Regions from separate parts of the Mus musculus genome. Here region 2 is linked to region 1. Evidence: chromatin contacts called from public Hi-C data. All regions are on one chromosome and are shown on one strand. The core of a region is the stretch at or near the end of the contact, and the rest is flanking DNA. Distances in the headings are between cores, read along the strand shown.

Region 1 (3,422 bases), core at 607-3,106:
TTACTGATGTCTTAGAACTCAGCGCAGTGCCTACTACACCTGATATGTCTCCAATAAGACCTTGTTGACTTAAGGACTGAAGAAAAAGCCTTGTGAATACATGACCAGCTGTGTGGGTGGACTGCCTTTGTTGTATGTTTGGAACACTCCTCTTGCCAACAGGAAGGGCATTCGTGAGCTACTCAGTCAAGATTTACCTTCCTACTTAGGATCTTTTGACTCCTGGCTCACAGCGGGTATGGAGAGCAAAATAAAAATAAAGTTCAAGGAATTGCTACCTCCTGTTGCACGCGCCTTTAAGAAAGTTTTCAAAGCTCAGTGCATTGCGATCAACAGTTCATATTTCCAAATTCAGAGTTACACAAGATTGATCCTAGAGTCCCATCGAATCAGTGGGCTAGGGGGCGGGGCGTAGAGAACGGTGGGAGGCCAGGACTCTAGCACCTGATTTATGAAGCACAAGTCCTACTCCATGCCCCCTGGCTGGCTGAATAAGTTACTTAACCTGAGGCTCTGCAAAGCAGAAATAATATTGCTTGCCCTTTTGTGCTTTGTACACAGTTAAGGGTGGCTCACAAGAGGTGTTTTGGTTGATTGGTTCTTTTTTTTTTTTTTTCCAGTTTTTGTTTTGTTTTGGTTAGTGTCCTCTCCTCCCAACCTCAAGAATGGTAGATGGGCCACCTACACTGAGTCACACCCCTAAGCTTGGGAACTTTCTTATTCAATCTCATAGACACAGTGGCACTGGATATAGTAGGGTCATAAGCTACTTGGTTTGTTTTGGTTTGTTTTGGTTTGTTTTGGTTTATTTTGTTTTGTTTTGTTTTGTTTTGTTTTGTTTTTTTGCAACAGTGGTGTGGGAGTCAGTGTAACTGGACAGCATGTTGGCTGGTTTTTTTTTTTTTTTTTTTTTTTTCTCAATTGGCCTTGTATATACTCCTGAAAGACCTTCTCTCATACCCCTTATTCCTACTGATTAGGGTAGAGATAGCTGGAATGACAAATAGCCCAAGCTAGAATGACAGACAGCACAGTGACTCAAAGGACAGTGTCTTAGCATTTTATTGCTGTGAACAGACACCACGACCAAGACAACTTTTGTAAGGACAACATTTCATTGGGGCTGGTTTAGATCAAAGGTTCAGTCTACTATCATCAAGGTGTGAGTGTGGCAGCATCCATGTAAGGCATGGAGCTGAGAGTCCTACATCTTCATCTGAAGGCTGCTAGCAGACTTACAGGGAGCTAGGATGAGGGTCTTAAGCCCATGCCCACAATAATACACTCCAATGAGGCCACACCTTCAAATAGTGCCACTCCCTGGGCCAAGCATATACAAACCATCACAGACAGGGAATGAATTTACCTCATGTGTAGGTTGAAGTTAAGTGGGGTTTGGGCGTGGAGGTGTGTGTTTGCGTGGCTCTTCAACAGGGCAGAGTGAGTGATAACAGGACATTGAAAGCCACTGAAGTGCTCAGAGGTCCTACATTGCAAGGGAGAATCTTCAACCTGGAGACTAAATGACACAAGGAGACAAAAACTGAGAGTGGGACCTTGTTAAGGGAGGTGTTGGTCAATTAAAAGCCCAAATGTGAGAATAGAGAGATATCCGGTGGTTAAGAGCACTGATTGCTCTTCTAAAGGAATCAGGTTTGGTTCCCAGCAATGACATGGCCACTCACAACTGTCTGTAACAACAATTTCAGGAGATCTGACACCCTCTTCTAGCCTCTGTGAGCACTGCATGCACATGGAATACAAACATTAATGCAGACAAAACACCTGTATGCATAAGATAAGATTAAAAACAAAAGCCCAGACAGCCTTTCTTCCTGCTTGCTTTCGGTGAGCCAGCCCACAGGGAAGGCCTGACTCACCTCTCGTTTTTTTCCAAGACAGGGTTTCTCTGTATAGTCCTGACTGTCCTGGAACTCACTCTGTAGACCAGGCTGGCCTCAAATTCAGAAATTTACCTGCCTCTGTCTCCCAAGTGCTGGGATTAAAGGCGTGCGCCACCAATGCCTGGCTTGGCTCACCTCTCTACTTCTCTGCTTCTCTCCCTAATACACTATCTCTTTCCTTGTAAGAGAAGATGTTTGAGAAACAGCAGCCGCCTCCTATACCACAAAAATAACTTCTTTGCAGGGACTTAAGGAGTCAAACTAGTTTACTAAAGTAGGACTTTAGTAGAGAAAGTAGCACTCAGAGCTATCTTTGGCTTCCTTTCTCCCTGACCCACTCCTCGTTCATGAGTAATCGATTTGTTTGATCAAAGTGTATGGGAGTCCCTTGAGGAGAGATCAACAAGGGCTTGGTGCAACTTCAGGGTCCAAGTTCTGCCAAGTCCCACCAGAACTTTCTCCTCAGTTGCTCATGGTAGGTGCTGCTGCCTCCATTTCACACATGAGGACAGTGACATGCTTAAAGCTAGGTGACTCACAAGTGGTTGTGTGCAAATATTCTCATCCCGCCCTTGCCCCACCCCGGATTTCCTGCTTCTGTCTCCCCTATACTGCTTCTCCCCTACACTGAATAGTGTCTGCTTATCCCAAGCTTCACAAGACAAATGTGTTTGTTGTGACCGTGCAAAACTCTGGGCTGTTTTGCCTCAAAACTCCCAGAATTACAAAATGTTCAAGACAGCAAGGGAAAGGGAGACCGTTTAACTGGATTTATTTTGCAGATGGGGAGTCTGAGGTAGAGGGAAGGGGAGCAGCTACATCACACCCTCCATCATGTCTTCCACTGTGTCCTCCACCAGGTCCTCCTTGCAGAAGTTTGTGGCTCAGCCTGTTTAGCTTACATTTCTTTCTTCCTTTTTTTTTTAAAGGAAATCTTTTTTATTTATTTATTTATTTATTATTTATTTATTTATTTTTATTTTATATGAGTACTCTGTAGCTGCCTTCAGACACACCAGAAGAGGGCATCAGATCCTGTTACAGATGGTTGTGAGCCACCATGTGGTTGCTGGGAAATGAACACGTGACCTCTGGAAGAGCACTGAGCGCTCTTAAGCGCTGAGCCATCTCTCCAGCTTACTTTTGCACTAATTGCACACTCAACCTAGTCTTGTCCCAAGCTTGCTCCGTGTAGTGGCTATTTCTGGTTGTCAACTCTATCTGGAAGGCTCACCTGCGATCCTACTCTGGAGGCTGGAAGATACAAGTTTCTGACCTGGATCTTGGCCTGGAGATCTTGAGGCATAGTGGCTATGAATTCCAGAAGATTAAGACAGGGAGAACTCCGAGTTCAAGGTCATCTGGGATTATGGTGTGGTGGCACACACCTTTAATCTGGGCCACACCTTCTGCTGGAGACCTACATAAGGACACTGGAAGAAAGAAGGTTCACTCTTTGCCTGCTTGTCTTGTGGGACTGAGCAACTGCTAGACGCTTGGTCTTCCATTCACAGCTGC
Region 2 (3,384 bases), core at 136-2,635, 86 kb after region 1:
AAAAGAGAAACACAAACTTCGATTAAATGTTTTTAAAAAAATAAAATACATAAGAATCTGGGATTGTGCTCAATCCTCCCCTCAAAAGGAACTATTCTGCCATTTCCTGCAGGATGTAGAGTATCATGTTAATAGAGACTAATAAACTGCTTTTCAACTTGGTATTGAACTAGTGTATCACCAGATACATACACGCTACTCTGACCAAGTGTTTTTAAAGCAAAGCAGCCAGTAGAAAGACATGCTGAAATTTTTTTTGAAGTTAGTTTCTGGATATAAGGTATTTTAATATAAAAAAATTATAATCTTTCCTTTCATAGCAAAATACAATGGAATGCAGGAAGTCATACCTATGTCATCTAATTGACGTTACACTACTACCAATGAAAAGAAGGCCAACAAAGTCACTTTCATTGGGTATTAGGCAAATGAGTTAATAAATCTAAGGAAGGAAGGAAGAAAAAAAAAGCAGGAAGAAGTCTAAGAACTTGAAAACTCTAACTTAAGACTTGACAGAAACTACATAACCCTTTATTAGTCTAGATCTAAGCTCAAAAAAGGCTTCAAGCCTCAACTGTCTGTGAGGAAAGAAGGGCATATAAAACTAACAGTGGGGTTCATTACTGAAAACCTTTGGCTCTTTCTAATACAGTTTACCATTTAAAAATACTAAGTTAATGATTTATTAAATCACTCCTTTTAAAAGCCAAGACACAATACTGATTTGCCTGTGATAGTTATAAACAACTAAAGACAAGCTTAAACTGGTTGATACTTTTAATCAATACATTTATTTTTGTTAAGATTATAAGAACATGAAAAGTACTTATATAGGTCTTTGAGACATAAGATACAGAAACTATATATAAAGCATAGAGAAAATAAAAGATATCAGATTAAATCTCAAAATATTTCTTGATTGTAAGAGCACACAAATCATATTTAAAGTGTAATACTGGAATTTTTTTTATTAAGACAGAGGAGTGAACTTTTATTACTAGTCATACCATTATCATTACCTACATCTGGACAAGCAATAAATAAACAGAAAAGGGTGGGAGGATCAAAAAGAAATAAAGCCATTCTTTTCTATAATCAACAAGAGTACTTCAGAGAAAAACCACAAAACATCCTGCAGTTTTACTGAGTTGTAGAAAGGTTGTCTACACACAATGCAATGTTAAATATTTTTCTAGATATGACACCAATAGCTAACTTCCAAAGCATGAGATCATATCCAAGCTCCATCATTAGCTATTGCAGAAAAGTGTGAATAAGCATTACTTTTGCAACTTACATTTTACAAAATCAGTAACTATTTAACTCCAGAGTAACATGTAAAGCAGATGAGCCATCACGCAGAACAGTATTAAATTACTCTAAACGTTACAACCAACTTTGCTTATCACCCAGCAATTTCACTGCTGGGTAAATAATCAAAGGAGATAAAACAATGTCCAATATTTATGGCGGAATTATTCACAATAGATAAATTATGTCATCAATTCCTATACCTTTCAGTGAAGGAATGGACAAGAACCAAAAACAGTGGTACATTTACACAATGGATACTATTTTGCCATAAAAAAATGAATAAAATATTATTGCTTTTGTAGCAATGTGGATTAATATCAAGGCTATTACTTCAAGTGAAATGAACCACACACAGAAAGACATGGACCATATATTCTCACCCATTTGCAGAAAACTATTATGTCAATCTATGAAGAAGGACGGCAAGGTGAAAAGATGAAAAGAAGTTCAATAAAGGGCACCACAATAGAGTGCAAGAACATTTTCTATTTCTTCTCTAGTACGGTTAAAACTCCTCCATTGCTGGTAGGACTGCAAACTGGTACAATCACTCTGGAAATCAATCTGGCAGTTGCTCAAAAAATATTGTTCTACTTGAAGACCCAGCTATACCACTCTTGGGCATATACCCAAAAGATGATCCACCACACTACAAGGACACATGTTCCACTATGCTCACAGCAGCCTTATTCATAATAACCAGAAGCTGGAAATAACCCAGATGTCCCTCAACTGAAGCATGGATACAGAACAAGGACATCATGCATTTTGCAGACAAATAGATGGAACTAGAAAATATCATCCTGAGTGAATTAACCCAGATCCCAGAGGACATGTATGGTATATACTCACTGATAAGTGGATATTAGCCAAAAAGTACAGAATACCTAGGATAAAACCCACAGACCAGAAGAAGTGTAACAAGCAGAAAGGCCCAAGAGAGGAAGTTTCAACCCCACTAGGAGGAGCAAGAAAATAATCACAGGAGGCAAAGGGAGGGATCCATTCTACCTGGATGGAAGAGGGGGAGAGGGAAGGGAAAAGCAGAATAGGTATGGGGGGCAGGACAGAAGGGAAGCTCAGAGGGACAGGAGAATGAATGAAAATATGCAGCCTAGGGGGTGGGAGATGGGGGAACCATCTAGAAAGTACCAGAGACCGGGAGGTGAGAGACTCTCAGAACTCAATGGGGGTGACCTTAGCAAAAATGGCCAACAATGGAAATCGAAGAGTCCACCTCCAGCAGATAGACAGGGCCTAAAGTGGAGGGATGGGTTAACTAAGTCAAAATTTCTGACCTAGAACTGTTTCTGTCTAAAAGAACTGCAGGGACAAAAATGGAGAAGAGACTTAGAGCCTAGCATGGCTGACCTCTGAGAGACTCTACCAGCAAACAGCTGACTGAGACAGATGCACATACTTACATCCAACCATTGAACTGAAGTTGGGGACCACTATGGTTGAATAAGGGAACGGATTTAAGAAGCTGAAGAAGAGGCCAGTCTCACAGGAAGACCAGCAATCTCAACTAACCCAGACCCCAGGGAGCTACCAGAGACTGAGCCACCAACCAGGCAGCTTATACAGGATGGTCCAAGGTCCCAGGCACATACATAGCAGAGGACTGCCTGGTCTGGCTTCAGTGGAAGAAGATGCACCTAATCTAGGAGGGGGGGAAGGAGGGAGGATTGGGGGAGGGAGAGGGAGGGAAAGGAGGAGGGAAAAGTAGGAGAGGGAGAGGGAGGGAAAGAGGGAAGAAGGGAGAGAGGAGAGGGAGAGGAGGCATGGTAGAGGGTACCCTCTTGGAGGCAAGGAGGAGGAGTTGGATGAGGAACTGTGGGAGGGGGGAACTGGAAGAGGAGAGCAAAGGTTGAAATGTAATAAATAAAGTATGTTTTAAAAAATTCCAGTAACATCAAATTTTATACAAAAAAGTGTCCAAACAGAAGGATGATCAGGCTGACAGAGGCATTAATTATGTTGGAGTAGGAAGATACAGGCTGGCCACAGAAGTGACACCAGGGAAATGAGAAGTTAGTTATGTTGTCAAGACACTAGGAAATGTATGGG

Evidence for each region. A called contact is a pair of places that touch in the nucleus more often than the background predicts.
Region 2: a Hi-C map of the G1E-ER4 cell line shows a contact between it and region 1, with 4 times the contacts expected there. The contact joins two enhancer-like sites. A contact is called at or near these places in 3 of 15 datasets of contacts at CTCF or cohesin (CD8 T cells, large pre-B cells and pro-B cells), 41 of 484 Hi-C or Micro-C datasets (B cells, the C10 cell line, CD4 single positive thymocytes and 31 more), 5 of 115 datasets of contacts at active chromatin or transcription factors (CD8 T cells, the HPC-7 cell line, Th2 cells and 2 more) and 4 of 9 other capture datasets (adipose tissue, embryonic stem cells, liver and 1 more).

The regions. Positions count from the first base shown.
Region 1 is chr1:161,742,590-161,746,011 of GRCm38.p6, forward strand. No RefSeq gene overlaps it. Among named protein-coding and RNA genes, the nearest start is that of Gm31869, 23 kb to the right of the region's middle. Within about 2 kb of position 1,857, at least 27 of the 459 cell types and tissues checked have an H3K27ac peak or open chromatin away from gene starts, as enhancers often do. A contact at or near this core is called in the G1E-ER4 cell line, where this site is marked.
Region 2 is chr1:161,829,461-161,832,844 of GRCm38.p6, forward strand. The region is part of intron 19 of Suco (SUN domain containing ossification factor); the gene reads right to left. Among named protein-coding and RNA genes, the nearest start is that of Fasl, 43 kb to the left of the region's middle. Within about 2 kb of position 1,386, at least 1 of the 459 cell types and tissues checked has an H3K27ac peak or open chromatin away from gene starts, as enhancers often do. A contact at or near this core is called in the G1E-ER4 cell line, where this site is marked.